Regions from separate parts of the Triticum aestivum genome. Here region 2 is linked to region 1. A link is a contact called in public Hi-C data. All regions are on one chromosome and are shown on one strand. Each heading gives the region's core, a stretch centred on a gene start, on an enhancer-like site or on the middle of the called end of the contact. The rest is flanking DNA. Distances are from core to core; before and after follow the strand shown.

What was found. A called contact is a pair of places that touch in the nucleus more often than the background predicts.
Region 2: a Hi-C map of leaf shows a contact between it and region 1, with 9 times the contacts expected there. The contact joins the promoter of LOC123045783 here to the promoter of LOC123045780 in region 1. A contact is called at or near these places in 4 of 5 Hi-C or Micro-C datasets (leaf and root) and 1 of 1 datasets of contacts at active chromatin or transcription factors (leaf).

Annotation. Positions count from the first base shown.
Region 1 is chr2B:520,634,705-520,642,295 of IWGSC CS RefSeq v2.1, reverse strand. It overlaps LOC123045780 (peptide methionine sulfoxide reductase A2-1), which reads left to right and starts at 5,439. Exons shown (of 2, transcript XM_044468955.1): 1 at 5,439-5,857; 2 at 6,497-6,978. The coding sequence starts at 5,549. The coding sequence ends at 6,733.
Region 2 is chr2B:520,935,447-520,942,265 of IWGSC CS RefSeq v2.1, reverse strand. It overlaps LOC123045783, which reads left to right and starts at 3,480. Exons shown (of 9, transcript XM_044468957.1): 1 at 3,480-3,845. The coding sequence starts at 3,683.

The sequences.
Region 1 (7,591 bases), core at 4,190-6,689:
ATACGGAAATCATTGCTTGTAAATTTCAAAATGTACATAAAATATACAAACTCTTCGTGCAATCAAAAAATGTTCACAAAATTTACAACAATTGTAAATTAAAAAATAGTCATGAATTCTCAAAAAGGTTTACGAGTTCAAAAAAAGCCACAAAGTTTGAAATATGTTCATGAATTCAAAAACAGCCACGAATTGGAACTCAAAAAAAAATTCACGAAACATGAATTCAACAAATATCCATGATTCATCAATTCAACAAAATGTTCATGGATTTAAAAAAAATCAAGAACTCGTGATAAATTTTTGTACGAGTTCATAAATATTTGCAGATTGAAAAAATGTTCATGAATTAAAGAAAATTTAATAGGTTAAAATTGTTTACGAATATGAAAAATCTTATTGAATTATAAATATTTGCAAATCAAACACAAAAATTTAAAAATTATGAATTAATGGAAAAAATGATGTATGAAAAGACTGATCAATAAGCCAAAAAAATCCGGTAGTGATGAAAAGAAAAAAGAATGGTCTGAAAGACTCTCAAAACCACCAGCCTAGAAGCTTCCCAAAACCTGATTAGATGCTCACAAGAACCTTCTAAAAATGCTCGCTCTGGGCACATCCTCTTCATTAACGCGCCAGCCCGCTCAGCGGTCGCTGTTATCGAGTTACAAAATTCTGCTCACCATAAGCAATATGGCACTTGTAATTTTAAAACTTGTCACATGGAAAAGTTTACACAATTTTCGTAATTTCCATGTACCAAATAAAACATGTTTAGAATGGCATTTTTTGCTTTTTTGGTGTAGAAGACATGATAAATTTTTTTAAAATGTTTTGTAAGAGTCACGAGGCAAATTTTAGAAGTTGTCAAGTTTAAATCAACTTAACAATTATTTTTCCTGTTTTTGTCTCAGGTCACATGGCAATTCTATTTGTGACATTTCTGGATTAAAACTTGTCTCATGGCAATTCTAGATATGACAATTCACATGGCAAATTCATAATTTACACTATGGTAATTTTATTAATTAAAAATCATGGCATTTTCATTTATTAAACCATGGCAAATTTAACAATTAGAACATGGTAGTTTTGTTGTAGGTAGCATGCAGTTTTATTGTTTGCACCATGGCTTTATTAGTCAGACCACAATGGTTTCATTGTAGGTGGCATGGACTTTCATTATTAACATCATGGCATTTTATTAATTAGACCACGGTAGTTTTATATTTGTCATGGCAACTTGTATGAATAATAGTCGTCATACAAAATGGAAATTAAAACATAGTTTTTGCATAGAAATAAATATTTATTGACTTCAATTTCATAAGTATTTGGAGAAAACTTTTTCTTCTTAATTTTCCATGTGAACACTTCACATTTTCCTAAAAATTTCATGAGTTACAGAACATTTTTATCTTAAAGTTGCCATTTGAGGTAGCACCCAAGTAAAATGGGCACTTTTCAAAAGCACGAGGGGTGTGGGAAGAATTTTCGTGATAACTATAGCTAACATAAAATTAATTGCCAAGGCAACTAATAATATACACTACATTTTCCATGGTAGTATTTACTATTCAATGCGTGCCAATTTTATTAAATTTAGCATGGCAATTTTTGCCATGTCAAAACAACTTACAAATTTTGCCATGGCAAAAATATTAAAATCTTTTCCCATGATTTTATCAATTTTTAAAATCTTTGCAATGGCAATTGTCACCAACACATTTATCAATTTTGCCATGTTTTTTTTAGGAATTTAAGTTGCCATGATTTTCTATCTTTGAGTACTTTTTAACCAAGATACTTTTAACATGACAACATTATCATCATACTTAATTACCATGCTACATCTGGACAGCTGCCATCATGCAATATAAGTTTTGTCATTCTATATTTTTCGTCTGTTTTGATAGTTTTTTTTGCTTGAGTTGGCATTTTTTCCTTCGCCACCTAGAAAATGTATGTATTATTTTCATGGCAATTATACTATTTACATCATGGTAGTTTAATTATCCATAGCTTGGCAAAAAAAATTGGCATGTCATCTATTTTTTGTCATCATGACGAAACTAGAAGTTTTAACATCGAATTTTTTTTATAATCGGCGTGGCAAAAACTTGCATTAAATCATGGTAAATCTACCATTCTTTTTTTGTTGATTGTTTTTGAGATAGCTAACCACTCATTTCAAGTGGTAGTAAATCTACCAGTCTTAATATGGCTTTTTTTCAATTGTGGCAATTTTTGTGTTCCTCACTTGATTTAAATTTTTTTCTTATGAAGGAACATCGTAAAGGGGGTTGGCGAGTAGATTTTGATTGTTTGCCATGGTAACTTAAATTAAATTACTATGACAACTTAATTTACATTTGTGGGTATTTCCATGTAGGTAATTTCTTCTTTTCGTAACCATGCAAATTATCCATGCCTTTTTTACAAAACATAATTTCTCTAACTTCGTCATGTGAACAGCACAACCATTTCCCAAAATTCATCATGTTTTTACATAATTTTCCCTTACCATTTGCGATGGACTATGTCTAGATTCCGGTTTCCAACTTTATTGTATTAGACCGTTGCAATTTCCTATATGTTTATACTTTTTTTAATATTTACTACTCAAATTGTCCATCTAGGTATTTTCTACTGTAGTGCGCAATGGCAATGTCATGCAGGTTCTTCTTTTGTGTGGTGGGTTTAACCTGTGGAACATGGCAATTTTCATATATTTTACATCATGGCAATTTTATACCCAAAGAAGGACGCAAACTCTATGTTTGTGTTTTAAGTGATGTACTTTTTCGTGTTTTTTTGTTATTTCGTGCTTCATGAGTTATGCATACCTTTTCTCTTCCTTTTTACGATGGTAACTTTTATATTTTTTAGTTATAATTATTGTTTTTATTAAGGGCAACTTATAGCTAGCAAAGGCCATAAGTAAGCTTATAGTCAGGCAAGGTTGAAGACAAAAAAGGACTAGTAAAGAAGGGTACAGATCGGCTCGTATGAAACCCGATCAGCTCGTGTTGAGAGTTCCTCTTCAGCGCCCTCATCGCCGCTTAGGCTAGTTGGCACTCGAAGGCTAGTAGTAGTGGGCCGACCCAGCATCGCTCGCGACCAGCAGCATGCTCAAAAAACAGGGAGAAAAATATATTCACCGCTATTATTCTGCGAGACGTGAGACTTGAACCCGCATGCCAACATCGACGGACTTCAATAACCACTGCACGACAATTAATTTAATGTGTTCTATTCAAAAACAACGCTATTTGACCCTTGTTTTAGTCCTAGTATAAATTATTTGAAAATACAAATCTTAACTTCGAAAAGGAATTCATGAATTTTAAAAAAGATCAGCGATTTTGAAAAGAATTCACGGATTTTCAAAAAAAAGGTTCACATAATCTAAAAAATCATCAATTTTAAAAAGAAGTTCATGAATTTGAAAAAAGTTCAACCGGTATTTAAAGAAAGTTCATAATTTTTAAAAAGGTCGTCGATTTTCATTAAAAAGATCCATGATTTTGAAAAAAGTTCATCGGATCTTGGAAAAAGGTTCACGGATTTGGCTCATCATTTTTTGTCGAAAAAGTAAATAAATTTTAAAAAAAGACATTGATTTTGAAATAAACTTCTCGGATTTTCGAAGAAAGTTCACAAATTTGTATAAAGTTCACCAGATTTTGAAAAAACAAATCATAGATATGAAAAAAGTTTATTTATTTTGATTAAAAAATCTTCACCCATGTTGAAAAAAGAAACAAGAAAAAAGAAAAAATAGAAAGAAGAAAATAGGGAAAAGGATGTAACAAATCACGTCAAGGGAGTTGTGTAGTTGGCTACCGTAGCTGACACTAATTGAGGAGGCCGCTGGTTTGAATCACACCTGCTTGCAGTTTTCTTGTAGTTTAAACAAAAAAAGGATAAATGGGCTGGCCCAGTGTGGAGGGGTGTGTGCCCCGTTTGCGTCTTTTGCGGTAACAAAAAAAGGGTAAATGGGCCTGGCCAGTGCAGAGGGATGTGTGCGCCCATTTGCGAAAACCAAAGTAACGTGTGCTAAGGGCGCCGGATAGGGTTTGCGGACCACGCTCGAGGGCTGGGGGTATCGTGTAGTGAACGTTTTCATTCGCTCAAGGGCCCTTTCAAATTTGATGTTTGATGCATATTGCGGTCCTTCTACTAATGATCAGGCGGGTACATATCCTTTTACATTGCATAGGAGCAATCAGATAGTTAAGGATTGCGTAAAGAACATTGAATGTGAGTCTATAGGTTTAGTGCCGCCTTTCACATGTATGAACAGCTTCATCGGCACTTCTCCTACTTCCTCCGTTTCTAAATATAAGTCCTTTTAGAGATTTTAATAAGGGCTACACACAGATATATATAGACATATTTTAGAGTGTACATTCACTAATTTTGCTCCGTATGTAGTCCGTAGTAGAATCTTTAAAAAGACTTATACTCCCTCTGTTCCTAAATATAAGTTCTTTTAGAGATTTAAATAAAAGACTACATACAGAGCAAAATGAGTGAATCTACACTTTAAACTACGTCTATATACATCCGTATGTAGTCCATAGTGAAATATCTAGAAAGACTTATATTTATGAACGGAGGGAGTATTTAGAAATGAAGGAAGTAGCCAACTAAAATTTTAATCCCTAAGGGCATGTACAATGATTGATATAATAGTCTTATCTTAGGCCTTGCATGTAATTTATATAGATGACAATAAAAATATGTCTACAAGGGTTATATTTTATCTTATTTTTAGTAAGTAGCTATTCCTAAAAAGCAGTGAGACATTTTGTGCTAAGATATCATCTCTTAAATAAAAGAAGGCAAACCTTTTCTGTTGATTTCTCTCTTCTCCAAGTCAACATTTATCCTAGATGCCACCTCTAAAATAGCACCATCGTATATGCCCTAAAATGATACAGAATGCGATTTGATCTCTCTACATATGGAATCCAATTGTTAGTTAAGATGCGCAACTTGATACAGGACTATGTCTATGTAGCAGCATGGAGTTTTACGTTCCCTCTGATCTTTTTGGTAGAGATTCTCATCCTTATCTTCATTCCCATCGAGCTGCAGCCGTATACATGTTCACAACCATGTGAAACCTTAATACTTCCTCCGTCCAGAAATACTTGTCGGAGGAATGGTTGTATCTAATCACATTTTAGTTTTAGATGCATTCATTTTTATTCATTTTTGCATTAAATATTTCTGGACGGAGGGAGTACTAGTAGGATTGACCTGAAATTACGAAGCCAAGCCATGAATGTGTGAACAATGCGGTCGGAATCGTGGACTGCATTGAACCACGGATTTGCACCGTTTATTTCTCACGGCGCAAGTGGATACACGCGCACGTCTACCGCCCCCTGATATTCCCTTCCCTGAAAACAAAATTCGACAGGCCTTGTATTACAAAACCTGGACTTCAAGACCCGATCGGTTACCGCTCGCCCGTCCCCTCTAACAAGAGATCAGCCGATCCTAGAAAAGTCCACCCTCCACCACGGGCAACAGGATGTCGAGCACCGGCGCGGCGGGCCCGGACGCCGACGCGGCGGTCGGTGAGGGGCTGGAGCTGGCGCAGTTCGGGGCGGGCTGCTTCTGGAGCGTGGAGCTGGCGTACCAGCGGCTCCCCGGCGTGGCGCGCACGGAGGTGGGCTACTCGCAGGGGCACCTCGACGGGCCGACCTACCGCGACGTCTGCGGCGGCGGCACCGGCCACGCCGAGGTCGTGCGCGTGCACTACGACCCCAAGGAGTGCCCCTACGCCGTGCTCCTCGACGTCTTTTGGGCCAAGCACAACCCCACCACGCTCAACAAGCAGGTACGTCATGTGATGCCTCTGCCGCTGCTCTCGCCGTAAGTTGGAGCGCGTAGTGTGCCGGCCAGACCGGCGGCGGCCGTTGGGGGCTTTCCGCGCCGATCGCGTCGCCGGTGTTGCAAGGTTCAATGGACCTGGTACGGATTTGGGGGGTTGACTCATTCTCATTGATTGGTGTAATATCTGGCTTGTTAATACAGAGGAGCGGATATTCTACATCTTCGGAATGAAATGCTTTTAAGATAAAGTAGACGATTTCAATCTCAAAAGGGGATTTCTTGTGATGATATACAATGGATCATTGTATTGCCTCGGCAGATAGGAACATTCACTACACACTTTTATGCTCTGAGATTTCCGATGCATTGTCCGCATTACTGTCTCCTTTCATAAACTCTGTAAACTAATATAAGAGCGTTAGATCAAATGATATTAAACGCTCTTATATTAGTTTACAGAGGGAGTACTACTCACCATATGCACAAATTCTGAGAGTTCCCTCAAGTTGTTGATCTGAGATAGCTACAAAAATCTTCAGTGTCTTCCCGTTTGCTATGGTTTTACCGTACATGTTAGCAGCATTTGGCCTCCGCACATCGTTTACAAGCTACTCCTACTAATTAATTCCACGTTGCACGTCAGGGCAACGACGTCGGGACGCAGTACCGGTCGGGCATCTACTACTACACGGCGGAGCAGGAGCGGCAGGCGCGGGAGTCGCTGGCGGAGAAGCAGCGGGAGTGGAAGGAGAAGATCGTGACGGAGGTCCTCCCGGCGCGGAGGTTCTACCCGGCCGAGGACTACCACCAGCAGTACCTCGAGAAGGGCGGCCAGTCCGCCAAGAAGCGCTGCTCCGACCCCATCCGCTGCTACGGCTGAAAGCACCGCCCCCGTCCCCGACCGCCTAAGCTATTGGTGCTGCATTGCCATTAGCATCATACATGACACCGTCTACCTGACCGCCTAAGCTATTGGTGCTGCATTGCCATTAGCATCATACAGGACACCGTCTACCTGACTCTTCTTGTTGTTGTTACAATAAACAAACCCATGCGTGCAGCGTGTTAAGGTGAGGTCTGGCACTTTGTTTGCTCGATGATCTATACATTATTTTGGTGTTTGCACATCGCGCCGCGGCAGCACCTTCTGCCAACCTCCGCACATATCCGCATCACACACCACGCCGAGATAATCTGGATTGATATTCTGCACCCCGCCGCACCAGCTCCGTGTCATTGCGCACCACCCAGAGGCTTTTCTCGTCCACTTCGACCTTCCCGCGCATCGCGACAACGCGGTGCGGCGCGGCGTGCTCAAGATGGACGGCGGCAAGTTCTTCGTCAAGGCCTGGCATGAGGACGACCACGCGACGATCCTGAAGTAGAACCTGCATATGCGCGTTGTCATCAAAGACCTGCCGATGCAGTTCTGGTCGCTTGCCGGGGCGGAGGAGGCCCTCGGGGACATCGACCGCCTCGACTCGCGCACGCTCGAGAGGGGGCACACAAAATTTTTCGCCTGCTGGCTCTGGGTATGGGATGTAGCCCATATCCCGACGAGGCGCGCGCTCTGGGTGCTCAAGCGGGGCGCAGGCCGCACCGATGAGGTGCTCGGCTTCGCTTCGCTCGACCGCCGCGTCCCTCCGCCTCCTGGTGCGCACCGCTAACGACCTCCTCTTGCAGGTCGACTTGGTGGAGGATTGGACCCCGCTCTCGCCATGCTCGTCGCACTCGGGGC
Region 2 (6,819 bases), core at 2,231-4,730, 300 kb before region 1:
GGCCACGCTTCCCAGATTCCACACGGCGGTGCAACATGCGTGGGATCACCCCGTTGCCTCTAGCTGTGCATTCAAACGCATCCGCGTCAAACTAGATAGGGCGGTAGAGGATCTCAAAATCTGGGCTAAGGGCTTCTCCAACAGTACCCGTCTGCAGCTACAGATTGCAAATGAAGTAGTTCTCTGCCTCGACATCGCCCAAGAGCATAGACAGCTATCACACGGCGAGCTAGCTCTCTAGAAGCAGCTCAAGCTCCGCGTCCTTGGCCTGGCTGCAATTGAGCAGGCTAGGAAGCACCAGGCCTCGCGCATCACCTGGCTGCGGGCTAGCGATGCCCGGTCGGCCTTCTTCCAGGCCAAGATCAACTCTAGGATGCAGAAAAACTTCATTCACGCCATCCACATGATAGACTCGATCGTCACCTCGCATAGCGACAAGGCCAGTGCTATCTACGACCACTTCAGCTCCTCCCTTGGAGCGGAGCCTGTCAGAGACACCACCATAAACTAGAGCTCGATCAACCTTCCATCACTGCCGGCAGTCGGTTTAGATAACCTATTTTCGGAGGAAGAGGTTTGGCAGGCGATTTGTGCCTCGCCGCAGGAAAAAGTGCCCGGGCCGGATGGCTTCAACAGAACCTTCTTCTGTGCATGCTGGTCAATCATCAAGCTCGACGTCATGGCGGTTTTCCATCAGTTCTATCACCTCGCAGGAGGAGATGTGGCTGCCATCAACCAGGCCCTGATCATTCTCCTCCCCAAGAAGGACGGAGCGACTGCAATCACGGACTATCGCCCGATTAGCCTAATCCATTCAATGGCGAAGCTCATCTCCAAGGTTCTTTCCATGAGGTTGGCTAAGGTGATCCACACAATCATTTCATCGGTGCAGACGGCATTCCTCAAGACAAAATGCATCCATGATAGTTTTCTCTATGTGCAAAACACCGTCCTCCACCTCCACCGTCGCAAAACACCGGCACTGCTCATGAAGCTCGACATCGAGAAAGCGTTCAACATGGTCTCTTGGGACTATTTTCTAGAGCTACTGCAGCAGCTAGGGTTTAGTGCGCGCTGGCGAGATTGGGCGGCCCTACTTCTCTCCTCGGCATCCTCGGCGGTCTCTTTGAATGGGGTACCGGGCTACCACTTTGCTCACCACCGCCGTCTTCGCCAAGGAGATCCGCTCTCGCCGTTTCTCTTCATCCTCGCCATAGATCCACTGCACCACCTGCTAGCGGAGGCGGTCGAGCAACAACTCCTCCAGCAAATATCAGGCCGCGAGTTGAAGCTCAGGGTTAGCCTCTACGCCGACGATGTAGTCGTCTTCATCAACCCAAACCGCTAGGAGGTCGACTCCTTGCTGAGCATCCTACGCCAATTCAGACGCGCCATGGGACTATGCATAAACACCGCAAAATCCACGGCCTCGCCGATCAGCTACAATGACCTAGACCTAGCTGATGTGCTGCACAACTTTGCCGACTCAATTGCCCCGTTCCCGATCAAATACCTCGGCCTCCCGCTTGTCACAGGCCGGCTTCGGCTCGTGCATCTGCAGTTTATCATAGATAGAATCAGGGCCCGACTGGCGGGCTGGAAAAGAAACCTAATCCACATCGTGGGACGACGAGTGCTGGTTCGCTGCGTCCTCAGCGCCATGCCCACCTTTGCGCTTACCGTGCTGAGGGTGCCCAAGAAGAACCTAAAAGAAATAGACAAGTGCCAAAGTTGTTTCCTTTGGAAGCAAGACGAGGAGATCTCCGGCGCCAGCTGCAAAGTAAGCTGGGTAGCGGTTTGCACGCCAACGAAAACTGGGGCCTGCGAATCCCTGACCTACCGCATTTTGGGGAGCTCTTTGCTTGCGCTGGCCCTGGCTCGGATGGTGCCACCCTGATCGACCATGGGTGGGGTCGGACTTGCCATGCAACGGCGCCGACCTCTCCCTCTTCACGGCAGCCACCTTGGTCACCATCGGGGACGGTGAGTCGGCGTCCTTCTGGTACACCCATTGGATGGGGTCGGGCACGCTCGCCCAACAATTCCCGCGGCTAGCCCAGCATGCCTGGCGAAAGAACAGGACGGTAAAGGATGCCCTCGTGGACGATGCCTGGATCAGAGACCTCGCCCATGGCCGTACTGAAGATCTGATACAAGACGTCCTAGATTTGCATAGGCGGATCCTTGGCACGGTCGGCCACCTGCGTGCGGGCACCCCCGATTCCATCAGATGGATCCTCGAGCGGACGGGCGAATACTTCGCAAGATCAGCTTATATGTTGCAATTCAGGGCATGACGTCCTCATGTTTCAGCAAGATCATATGGAAAGCTTGGGCCCGAGGGAAGATCAAGATGTTTTCATGGCTCATGCTGCAAAATAGGTTGTGGTGCAACGACAGACTTCAGCGTCGCGGTTGAAAAAATGAGTACTTCTGCCAGTTGTGCACTCGAAGCCTCGAATCCTCAAAGCATCTGTTTTGGGAATGCCCACTGACCAGGAGAGTTTGGGAAACGATCAGCTCATGGACGGGCTGCGCATCACTAGCTCTAGAGGGGAGATGGCAAGATCTTCGGCATTCCTCCATTGCCTGGCCACCCTGGACAGGACTGCACCCAGATGGCGCAAAGGCATCAACACGCTTCTGTGGCTTGTATGCTGGGAGATATGGCAGGAACGGAACAACGCCACATTCAGGAAAAGCACCCCAAGTGTCTGCAACATCATCAGGAGGATTACGGACTGCATCGAGCTGTGGCGAGTCGCGGGCACAACCTGCATTAAGAGCCCCTTCGGGGAACCACCATGAAGTGTAAACCCTAGGTTTTTTTGCCCTTTGAGGATTGCCGGTCTGTGGCAAGCCCTCGGATCCACCGGATCCACCCAACGCTTTCTGTTTTTCCACTGCTTCCTGCTTATCAATGAAAAGCCAGCGAAAAGCTGGATCTTTCAAAAAAAAACATACATGGATGTGTTTAGACAGGAACTAGCTACTGCCATTGCTCTAAGTTGGTAATGTATGGTTGATGTTAGAGATATGTATGAGCCCCTTTTGATTTGCAAACTTTATGCAAAATGTGAGACTATTGTTCTGTGAAATGTGCGTGAGACTTGATGCTCACACCATGATCAATTGTCATATTTGTTTCAGAATTTATGTAGTTGCAAAAGTATGATTTTCCCTTATGAATGCTCCCTGTAAATGCTAAAACTGCTTCTTCTTCTTCTTTTTATGGAAAGCTAAAACTGCTTCTGTAAATACACAAATCGGAATAACAGTGAAAAAAAGGCCATCTCTCACCACCGAACAGACCCATCATCATTGCTACTTCAAGGACCCAGCAAAGAAAAAAAATGAAAGCCTTTACACACGAGCCCACAAGTGGCCACAATATGCTCGTGGGCTTTCGGCCTGGCCAGTCGCTGGCTTCAGATGCTGCCGCACCGCACCGAACAGAACAGATCACCTAAAAAAAAAAAAGAAACAGATCGTTCGCTCCTGGCTGCTGGCGCTGGCGGACGGCCGTAGGCGACTGCCCTCAGATCTTCCTCTTCCCCCTCTCCCGGATTCAAAATTTTCGGTGGCCATCTCTCTCCCCACCCTGCTGCCGACCCACCTCCATGCCCAAACCCTAGGCCCCCATCTCCTCCCCGGCCACCTCCGCGACCGCCGGCAGCCGGCCATGGAGGGCCTCTTCATGCAGGTCTTCGAGCGCCGGGACTGGGTCACCGAGCAGATGCGCCAGCAGGTCGACTCCCACGCCGAGTCCCTAGCCTGCGCCTTCCTCGCTGCCGGCCACCGCCCCCCGCCGTGGATCCTTCCCTCCTGCGCCGCCGGTCTGCAAGGTGCGTGCTTATCCCCCCCCCCCCCCCCCCCCCCCCCCCCCCTGTTCCCCTGTTGGAGCCTTTTTCCTCCTCGAAACATAATTTAACCTCACAGAGGACATCAGGAGCTACTCCAAATTAGCTCATAAAATTGGATAATACAGTTGTGCTAATTGCTTTGTTATTCTCCGCGTAAGCGCATTAGTATATTACTAGCAAACATATATGCCCTTGAGTTGCAACGGGAGACAAAAAAAATATCATGCTCTTGGATCATGGACACTGAGGAAACTATATGTGCAGTGCCGATGTCGATGGAGCCCGTGCGATGCTACGGGCTGTCCGAACCATGGATCGTAGAGCTCAAGAAGCCGCACTCATGTCCTCAGTGGAAGAAAGCTAATGTTTAATGTTTATTACTTCAAGGGGGGGGGGGATATGTCGTATGGAAACTTCTTACCTAATTTTGAAAGAAATTTCATATCAATATAGCCTACTCAGTGCTCATGCTCAACAACCGAATGTAGCGAAGTAAAATAAAATAAAATTGGTGCCTACTTAGTGTTATCCAAAAATTGTAGTCCCACGCTAGAGAAAAAGCTCACATAAATAGCTGTTTAAAACCAAGTAGTGGCCTAAGAATTGAAACATTTTGTGTGCTTTCAGAGTTGATGACTTGCTAACATTCCTCTATTATCTAATTTCTGGCCACATTACTCGCATGATGAAGACAGAGTGACTTTGCTTCAGTTAGCTACGTTGCTTGATTGGATCTTCCGATCTGTGTTGGCATTAGCAAACTTTTCATAAGTGTTGTGAATAAGCGAAACACATTTTGTAAGAAATGTAGTTATGTCTTAAGAACCTGATGCATGTTGGTTCCGACGAATAGTCAGAAACCCAGTTATAGTTTTAATCCAGTGAAGTGTTCAATATGAAAAAGCTAAGCTCATATCACGTAGTGTGGCCATGATGTTGAGCGATACTACTAATTCATAAGTGAGGCTAGCAAAATACACCGGAGACTAATGAACTTAACCTGTGGACTCATGAACTAAACCATATAGTAATATCAAACTAAAGCATGAAGTATGTCAGCCATGAAGAGATGTCATTTTTTCACCTATCTCAATTAGAGTACTCCCTGGTGTTTTCATCAGCTTCCTGCTCTTGGCCTCTTTCCTCAACAAAGCTGCTTCAGAGTACTGCTAATTTGTTGTGTATAGATTGGAGAGCAGCAGGTAGTAGCCAGTGTAGACACATCATCAGAAACACAAACAAACAGACAATGCTATGTGTGTCTCACCCAAATCACACAATGCAGCTGCTCCAGCGCCGCCGCTGTCTCCCATGCCCCTCGGATTGCAGTTCCCAGTATTGTAGGTGCCACAAAATGCAATGATCCGCTGGAACATGGACCGTTTCATTAAACATTAATCAAACATAGATGGTCAAGCCAAATGTAGGTGGCTGGGTTGTTTCTTAGCAACTAATCTGCAAGAACATATTAAAAAAAAGATCAATAAATACACCTCAATGTGCAAATGTTGATTCTTGAACAATTAAGATTGAAACAGAAGTTACTATCAGGATGAGTTTGCAAACATCAATTGGTTGGCAAGTAACGTCAATTGCTTATCATCCATTGATATGCGTGTCTTGTCATATGCAGATTTTACCTAGCCATATTACACACAGCAAGGGAAGCTTAAGATATAAACTGTAGGCAAGGAAGATGAAGCACCACAACCACATTTCTTGATCGCCTAACTTTCTTCATAGGTGTCACTACCAGAAAAAACCTACACACACAAAAATCAACACGCTGCTACATGGCAGCCGTCATGTCCACGCAGCCATGGATGCTCCAGATCTCAGGCTCACTTCACGTACCTCCTGCTTAACCGTGCAATTGCAGCGCCAGCCAGGCAGCATGACACTGCCAACACGCGCTGGTGATCAGCATCAGGGTGAACTCGCCGTCAACAAAATGATCTTTCCCCTGTTCTTTCAGCGGGAGGTATACTTTCCCAAAACTGAACATCCGGACTTCTCATGACAAAATACTTGAACCCACACAAGGATTAATTTTTGGACTTCATTGGCGCATGCATACATGTTATTTTTCGTCAAGTAGCTGGGGGAATGAGGTTCCTTTAATCTGAATAAGAAAAATACAAAAGTTGTTTATCACTCTATCCAATTTTTCACCACAACTATATGGTTCCTGTAGGTTCGGATTTATTCTGAAAAATAGTAGCATCATTATTAGCAACGTTCAGTAGCTCATTGCCTCTATATGAATTGGCCTTTTGGATATGTGATTCCGCTCTTTAAAATTTATTCACCATAACCCTCGTACAATGTGTGAGAAATCTGAAAAAATATTTTTAGACCTTGAGAAGCATATTAACAAATAGGTGGCTAGCACAAACTTGCAAAACAGGACATATGAGAGAGAGAAAATGTTTAGACCTTGAGAAGCATATTAACAAATAGGTGGCCAGCACAAACTTGCAAAACATAGCATACTGTATGAGAGAGAGAGATGGGGCTGCAGCGTTCGCTACACATGAATATTTCTTGTGGACATTCTATCAAACAGATGTCCTACAACTTGATGCAAAAACAAATCTCTTATGGCTGGGTAGAATAACGAACCAAAGGAGCAACCGGAGCTTTCACCAGCAGTAGATGGGGAGGAGGAGCTGCGCTCGTCACTGGTTTGGAGCCGGGAGGTGTGTATGCCAACGTGGCCGGGGCGGTGCGACACTGGGAGTTGAGCCGGGAGGAGTTGCGTGGAAAGGAGGAGGCGAGGGGCGCGTGTCCGGAGGCAGCGCACATCGCCTGCGGCATTAGCCGCGAGGAGGCGCGGGGTGGGGCGATTGGCCGGGGTGGCTAGGGGTCAGGGCAGGGAGACGATGGGTAGGTGGGGGATGGACCAGTACGGGGTTGGGGATTTGGGTTGGGTCTTCTTTTCTTCCGCCACGAAACG